Regions from separate parts of the Anser cygnoides genome. Here region 1 is linked to region 2. Evidence: chromatin contacts called from public Hi-C data. All regions are on one chromosome and are shown on one strand. The core of a region is the stretch at or near the end of the contact, and the rest is flanking DNA. Distances in the headings are between cores, read along the strand shown.

What was found. Hi-C and Micro-C count contacts between places; a contact is called where the count stands out from the background.
Region 1: a contact with region 2 is called in a Hi-C map of granulosa cells, with 1.8 times the contacts expected there. The contact joins the promoter of ID2 here to the enhancer-like site in region 2. A contact is called at or near these places in 2 of 7 Hi-C or Micro-C datasets (granulosa cells and liver).

What each region holds. Positions count from the first base shown.
Region 1 is chr3:106,206,172-106,210,229 of Taihu_goose_T2T_genome, reverse strand. It overlaps ID2 (inhibitor of DNA binding 2), which reads right to left and starts at 2,768. Exons shown (of 3, transcript XM_013172597.3): 1 at 2,289-2,768; 2 at 2,106-2,170; 3 at 558-1,352. The coding sequence starts at 2,636. The coding sequence ends at 2,114.
Region 2 is chr3:105,918,397-105,922,721 of Taihu_goose_T2T_genome, reverse strand. No RefSeq gene overlaps it. Among named protein-coding and RNA genes, the nearest start is that of ID2, 290 kb to the left of the region's middle. Within about 2 kb of position 1,586, at least 1 of the 3 cell types and tissues checked has open chromatin away from gene starts, as enhancers often do.

The sequences.
Region 1 (4,058 bases), core at 1,519-4,018, 290 kb before region 2:
TTAATTCTTATGGAGAAAGAGTTCCTTTAGGAGCAGCCAAAGTTTAATCAGTAACACAACAGTGATTTAAGCTCAATTCTCAGTATCTTAGTCATACAGAGCTGCTGCTGCAACTGATTAGAAACCCCATTTCATTGAAATACTGCATGGAAGCATGAAAATTCCAGTGTGGAAAGGCAACAGTCACTTCATCATTTCAGATCCCATGTTAACGCATCACCAGCTCGCACATTCAAAGCCTTTTTAGAGAAATTTAATAGTTGGGGGACTAATAACCACCCACAACCCCCTAATTCGGAGCGATTACTCTGAACACAAATTAACAGATCCGGGGCATCACTACCGAGCACTAAATCATCTGTAGGGGTGGGAAAAAAAAAGTTACATTCCATGGGAATGTCTCAGGATTAACCGCTTTTGTGTATGTTTCCAAACACTTTGTCAATAGCATCCCCTCCATAATAAATTACTTTACTAGCTCCTTTCACTCTGTTTACAGACAGATCATTTGGAAGTTTGTCATACACATTCAAATAAGACTTTCCAGGTTACAAGAATCATTATTCACTTCAGGTAATTTTATTCTTTGTATTCTCTACATATTCGAGCTTTTACTCAGTAAAACTGTAACAGAATGTTTAAGTATTTTTAAAAAACAAACACCACAAATCATAGCCAGCCAACAGTTGGTCCCCAAAGAATAGCCAGCAATCAGTTCAATAAACACACTTGATTTATTTTGTATAAAAAGGGGTTAAGTTTACAACTAAACTTTTATAAAAAGTTTAGCATGATTAAGTACATCATTACACTTTTTGCAGAAATTTACATTTCTGCCACTATACAAGAAAACTCTAATTAAAGAGTTCACAAGGTTTCACTCATATATATATATTTATATATAAATATATACACAGCATTCAGTCCTAGGTTTGTGTCAGAAAGGTAATTTCTGACCACAGACTCTCCTAAAAAACTGAACACTGGATCCTTCTGGTACTCACGCTCCACCTTTGGAAAAAAAGGCAAAGTCTGCTTTAAAATGGGCAACTCCTTGTGAGATTTTGTTTCGCTCCCCACGTTGGGAATAGTATATAAAGGAAGCCTTCCAACTAGGGAAAGGGTATTTAAGAGTCTCTTCATAAATAACTAGGTTCAGTCCAAGTTGAAGAATGGGGTGGGGATAAAGATCAATCTTGATTTTTCTTCTTTAATCATTTTTAAAGGTCCTTTTAGTTAACGTGGATTTCCCCCCTCCAGATACAGCTGAAAAATAAATTCAGCACCTCAAAAAAAAATCTTGTAGACATTTTCTTGTGCAAAAAAAAAAAAAACACTCATCAGTGGAACACCTGCAAGAGATTGAAAAGAGGCATATTTAGGAGAATGCTAACAGGGCAGAGATCCGGACAGACTGGCGCCAGAGAGGAAGCCACAGTTTGAACATTTAACCAAACACTCAAAGATTGGGCAAACCCTGGCGTCCAGATGCAACACATACACGCTCACACACTCGCTCTCAAGAGCGCAAATTGAACATTAAAATAACATACACTCAAGGGAAAGGGTAGAAAGAGGATTCTCAGCCCAATCTCTATTTAGATCTCTGCAAACGCAATGCTCAGAGGCGCCAGTCTGCCTCTTAGAGCAATTATTTGATTAAAAGCAGTCACTTATTTAACTGATAGTGCAGACGATCCCACATCACAGAATTCACGGAATTGTGCCAAGATTCCCAACTTAATCAGTCACTTTGGCCCAGGAAGTTAAGACTTCAAGAAGAGATAACCAGAGAATTTGCTTTAAGCAGTAGCAGAGCAGACAGCCTGTGCTGCTTAATGAACCCTAGCAGCAAGATACACTTTGGACTGCAAGACTCAGTGGGGAGGCTAGTTTTTTTTTTTTTTTTTACAGTTGGATTAGGATTATTGGTAACAATAAGAGGATTATTGGCAATAATAAGTTAACTATAAGTGAACTTTTAGGAGTTATTTGTTTTGCAAGTGACAGTCATGCCAGGGTGGGAAATCCCATTCAAAGCCCAACCACTTTAACCTGAAGTTTTTATTATTTTTAATGAAGAAAATGAGGCGTATTCTACTCACCGTCGGATTCAGCCACAAAGTGCTTTGCTGTCACTTGACATGAGTTCTGAGGGGAACTCGGCTGCCTGCAAGGAGAGAGCAGAGACAAGACCCCGCCGTCAGCCTGCTGAGCAGCCCGGGCAGCCTTCTGGTGGGGATGTCCCGGCTGCACGACCCCCGGGGAGGGCAGGGAGAGGGGCTTACCTGTAGGGAGAGGATGCTGATGTCTGTGTTGAGGGTGGTCAGCGGGGTCCTGGAGGACGGGCTCTGTCCCGGCCGCTGGTGGTGCAGGCTGACGATGCTGGGGTGCGAGTCCAAGGCGATCTGCAGGTCCAGGATGTAGTCGATGACGTGCTGGAGGATTTCCATCTTGCTGACCTTCTTGTTCTGCGGGATGCTGGGCACCAGCTCCTTCAGCTTGGAGTAGCAGTCGTTCATGTTGTACAGCAAGCTCATGGGGTCGTCCACCGGGGTTTTGCTGCGGGAGATGCCCAGGTTGTGCTCCGAGAGGCTGTTTTTCCGCACGGACCTCACGGGGCTGAAGGCTTTCATCGCTGAAAGGCGGTGAGGGAAGAGAGAGGGACGGAGCGGAGCGAGCTGTTTGAACGCACGGGGGGAAGCCCTGCGGAGCGCCCTGCCGGCCTCCCCTCAGCACGTCGCCGCACCTCGCTCTGAGGCGCGGGGCCGCGCGGCCCCCCCTTTTATAGGCGCCGCGCCGCCGCGCCCGGCCCGCGCGCGCTGCCATTGGCCGCCGAGCACCCGTCCATCAACCTGAGCACCCGCCCAATCGGGGCGCAGCGACAAGGGGAGGGGTGGCCGCTCGGGCTTCCGCGTGCCCAGCCAATGGCGGCGCTGAGGGGGCGGGGCCCGGCCGCTCAGCTGAGGGAGTAAATAGTGCGCGGCGGGCGGGCGGGCTGAGCGCACGGGGCTGCGCGCGGCCGGGCGGCTGTTGGGACCGTTAGAGCCGGGCTGGGGGAGGCCGTGAGGGAGCTGCCTCCCGCCCGCTCCTGGGGGCTGCTGCCGGTGGCAGCAGCCAGTGGGACGTCAGTGAAAGAATAAAGCAATAAATTACTTATTTTTGTTTAACTGGAGGGTTTATCTCAGGGTTTTAAGCTGAGATCCTTCGCGTTTTCCTTCCCCGTACTCACGCTCAGCAGCACCCGAGGGAAAGCCGGCTCCGGCGGGGCGGCCGCACACGACCAAAAGTGACGAAACTTGCCCCAAAAACGATGGAGCGCGGCCGCGCGGTGCTGTGCGGGCGGAGGGCGGGCGCCAACAACCCCGCAAAGCCGCCCCGCCAATTAACATCCCGGTTAATTACCCGCGCTGCTCCCCCTTTTCGCCTCCCCCCCCCCCCCCCCTCCTTCCCAAGGGGCGCCCGGCCCCGCCGTGGGGGGCCCCGCGGCCTTTCCCCCCCCCCCCCCCACCCGTCCCCCTGCCCCCCGGGGGGGCCCCGGCGCTGCTCGGCCCCGCTCCTCCCCTCCCTCAGCCCGGGGCCGGCCGGGACTGCGCGGCGCCAGCCCCGTGACATCAGCCCCTCGCCGCCGCCCCCCCCTCGGCCCGCCCGCCCTCGCCGCCCGGGCCCGGCGGCGCCGCTCAGGCGGCTGCCATGGCGACCGGGGCTGCGCCCGCGGCGGCGGCAGGCAGGCGGCAGGCAGGCGGCGGGCCCGGCCCCGCTTCCCCCTCCCGGGCGCACCTGCAGCGGGGGCAGCCGAAGCCGGACGCCTCACGGCCCGCCTCGGGAAGGGGGGGGGGGGGGCTGCTGAGGGGGTTGGGGGCTCCGGAGGGGCTTTGGGGTTTTTTTGTGAGGTAAAAAAACGCGCCCCCCCCCCCCCCCCCTCCGTCAGCCCGCTCGAGTTTTGGGGCGCCTGAGGGAAATGGCGGGGGGAGAGAGAGAGAGAGGAGGGGGGGAGCACTGCCCTTGTGCCCCGTCGCTGTTAGTGACATTTATTTATCGAGGAATAAACGCAAATG
Region 2 (4,325 bases), core at 337-2,836:
CAGTCCTGCAGCTAGCTGTCTGTTCCCTCTTTCTTTCTTCTGATGTGATCTCAGAGGAAACAACTTCTATAAGCCCCTTTCCTATACCTCAGGTGATTGTTAGATAAGGTTTATCAGATGATCTATTTCTCAGTAACTAATCTGTAGTTCAATTATTATCTTTCCTGGGAATCACACTTGAAATAACCGTTTGCTCTGGATAGTTGCCATCTTTTATCCAAATGCGCTCCATTTAAATGGAGGATCATCAAAATTTAATGGCTCACTATTTTTATCCAAGAGCCAGGTGCAAGCAACTTTTCTGTCACCTACTGTGGGTTTTATGTCAATATGGAAGCACAGGATTGGAAGAAGGAACCGAGTGTGCCACATTCCTGCTGGAACTTGCATACTGACAGATGTCCATAAGAAAGATTCCAGTGTCAGAAAGAAATCATAGGTAGAGAAATTCCCCAAACTGTCTCAATCTGAAGTGCTGTTTAACCATATGTCTCATTATAATTAGCACTAGTAGGATGCATATATTCCAGATCTGAGTTGATAAAATATATTCATTTTGATAGGATGATTTTATAGAAATCTAAAATATTTTCTGCCTAAGCACGGAATGCAACTGTCTTTGCCAGCGATCTGAAGTCAGACTCATTGAGATGCAAGCACAGCCTCGGAAAATGGTACCTAACTTCACTGAACACATTGATCTCCTGTGGCTCCACCATATCCACTTCTCTGCCACCAGTCTGCAGGACTTTGTGTAGCTCAATGTCCATCAGCCAAGAATGGATCCAGTACCACCAGCGTGAGAGATCCTGTCTGTTGTACAACTGGTACCTCTCACTTCACGGGATCATTCTTCTCCTTTATTTATCAAGGATATGAATCTCTACATATCAAACTAAAATTATTTTTGTGTGAGATAGGAACAACTTCCCGATTCAATTATGAGTTATGTAATCATTATATACACCTTGTATTTGAACTTGTGCAAAGCATAGATCCAAGCTGGATGGGCAGCCCATGGACTCTGAGGGAGTGGAATTCACATCTTTTTCACATACAAGGTTTGAAAGGAATGAACTTTAGAAATTCTAGCTCAGCAGATCCAAATCCTGAAAAATTTTTCATCTGGGATTATAGTAGAAACATATTGAGTGAAGAGACCAGCTAATTGTTATCACTGTCATTCTTATGTAAGAAATGCCTTTGGCTGCTTATGTGAATGGAATTAGAACATAAATTCTTGACAACTTTAACACATGCTACCTGAATACCCATCTGCTTAGTTTAAGAACAAAAAAAAAGGGGTTCATTAATGTAGTATTGAATAAATTAGTCACACAGCTATATGTGTTGAAATGTGTTACAATATTTAGCACTGCTTCTTTTTTTTTTTTTTTTAAACTGTATCTTAAAACGCCTGCTGCATTTTTCGTATAAAAACCAAATAGCAAATTGGATCTGCATCTAACAAAAGAAATTCATGTTTTGAAGTTGCGGAGCAGTGGCTGACCACTCATACACATGGGCTGACTAGAAATGTTGCTTAGAAACACCACGTTATCAAAGAGAACCCAACATCAGGTTGGAGTGTTTCCCAGACAGCCGGTTAGTGGTGATAATTTGCAATGGAAAATTCTAATATCTGTTCCAACACTTCTTTATTTTCTAGATCGTCTTACTTTTCTCTCTTCTGATTAGTTGTCATTTCACTTTGCAATTTACTTCTAAACTCTGATTTGGAAGATAGTATAGAGGTATGCGGTTTTGGATTGGTAAGTGCTTCAGCAAGTATTAAGAAAATGTTGTTCTGTAGAATAAAATATATGGAAAATCCATGATGAAGGAACTGCAGTGTAAATTAATGTTATTGGCATTGGGACTGATTTAGCTAGCTTTTAATGTTTTATTTTCTCTGTATACCCTAATAAGCAACTACTTATATTTGAAAGATCATAGAAGAATTTACCAATTCTGTACAGATATAGGAATTATCTATCCACGTATTTCAATCATGTCCTAGGTAGAACAAGTGGATGATTTTATATTTTCAAACAGAAAATTTCCAAGCAGGGCAACTAAAGAAGAGCATTTGTCCCATCCCGTGAACGCAGGAGGATTGGACAGACTCCTCTCATACTCCAAGGCAATTTCATATTGCAATGGCCTGATGTCTGCTTCTCTGGTTTGTGCCATGACCCATAGCATCTGTTACCACAACTGCCATGTCTGGAATTAGGAGCAATCAGTCACAGTAGGACATACAGAGAGGGGTAATCTCTGAGCAAGCTGGGTCCGAGACTGTTTAAGTTTTACAGATATTTACAAGTCAAATATTTGTATTCGTACTTATACATTGAATTCTGTATCTTATAGAAGAGATTTCACCCTGTTCCCTTTGAAAGATCAGCTTCTGATCCAAAGCTGAGCCCTTTCGTTGGCTCAGGGGGAGGAGTGCCATCTACTGAGTCTCATACATGAGTCTGCATTTCATCTGCCATGGTTTGTTTGGGGTCCTCAGGGAAGTGCCCAAGCAGAGTACAGCAACTTCTCTTTTTCTTAAGTAGAATCCTTTTTGTTAAACATACATTGTAAGTTACTGGATTTCCCCAGCAGCCTTTCTCACTGCTGAGCCCAAACCTGTTTTAGGTCTTTCCCTACTTGCTTTTTTTTTTTTTTTTTCAATTCAAAGGGAAACATGCAAAGTAGTGCCACAATAGAATCAAAGCTGCTTCCCTGATCAAAACAGGTGGCAAGACTAAGCAACATTTTTGCTTCTCTCCTATCTTAAAATAGGACAGCTCTCTTCCTTGAAGCTACCACTGAATCGTGCAGACAGACCTCAGCTCTTTTCCAGCCCTTCATTTACATTTCAAGCCTTTTCTGAGGAAGAGAATAGAAGGTTAAGTTTTATGAGCAACTGGGAAAGTAGAGAATAGCAGGATTGTGTCTGTGGGGAGTTTAAGGGCATGTAGGACTGTGTACAATACGTTGTGTTTTCAAGACCATGCAGGGGCCTGCATTTCTCCATTGCTCAAAGACTACTGCCAGTTTCAGTAAGCACAAACTGAAATGTTTAGGTTACTTACAATATAAATGTCCCCTGCCGGAGATATCCTTCATGTGGGAAGGTGAAAATGAGTTGTGAAAACAGAGTGTAGAAAATGTAGATGACAACAGAATGTGAGTGAGAGATACGCCACAGAAAAGTAGTAGAAAAATGCATCTCCATGTTTACAATTTCCCTGTACTCTAGTATCAAATTGCAGTTGGTAGGGCCTGTAGTTACGTGAAAAAGAACAACCAAAAAGCTGTGTCTGCACAGAGCAGAAACCTACACAACTCTCTGTGAAGTTCACACCTTGACTCCAGTGTCCAAGCACTGAGTCCTGTGGTCACAGAGGAAACGATCACGTCCTGTCCTGGTGGTGCTCAGCTGCGGGGTGAAGAGCGACGCTGACCTCTTGCAGTGACAGCCAGCCGCTGGCCAGCTGAACCTGCTCCTGTAGGTGTCACACAAAGGGAACAAATTGCAGTAGTAACGACAATTTTTCTTTTTGAAAGGAAATAAAACTCCTGAATGACATCTGAGTGGAGACAATTTGATAGTACAGAAATATATGCTCACACCCCAAGCCAGACCATAGTGCAGGTACAGCTGAAGCGGTGGAGTCCAAGGTAGCTTCCCAGAGCAAAGTCAGTGCTGTGTTGGTTTGGGATTAGCAGGTAAACCAAGTTGTGTGGCATTGATTCTGTTTTTCTTCTTTCAGATGAAGCACAGAACTATGCTGCACCAAAGGAAATTTCATATTAGAGCAATATTAGCTCAGGTAGCTTTGTCCTGGCTTGATGGCACACTTTAACTATGTCTTATGTCTTATTAAAGAGAAGTTATCCAGTCAGGGAGGAGACACCATCATATGCACTTCAGATAGCCATTCATCCTGCTCATGTTCTGGCTCTTGTCATAGGGAATTTCCAATGAATCTTTGGATTCAAACTTAAAATAAAATCAAAACAAAGCTCTTAAAATAATGCACAAATGCAGGGGGAATAATTGAGAACTATGTACAAGAAGATGTCAAATGGTGATAAAGAGATGAAGAGTCAAACTGATGGCAGTCTTGCTCACAAGAAATGGTGCAGTCCTGAGCATGGAAATGCAGTGACTGGCAATGTGACAGCTACAGTCCTGCACTTACCATGGCTCTGGCCCCATCCGCTGGCCTTAAGTAGCTGCCTGCCACTGTTGCAGATTGATTTATCTTTGATGAGGTTTAGAATTGCCATTAAGGAGGATCAGGGTTTAGGCACTTCTGTATTTTTTT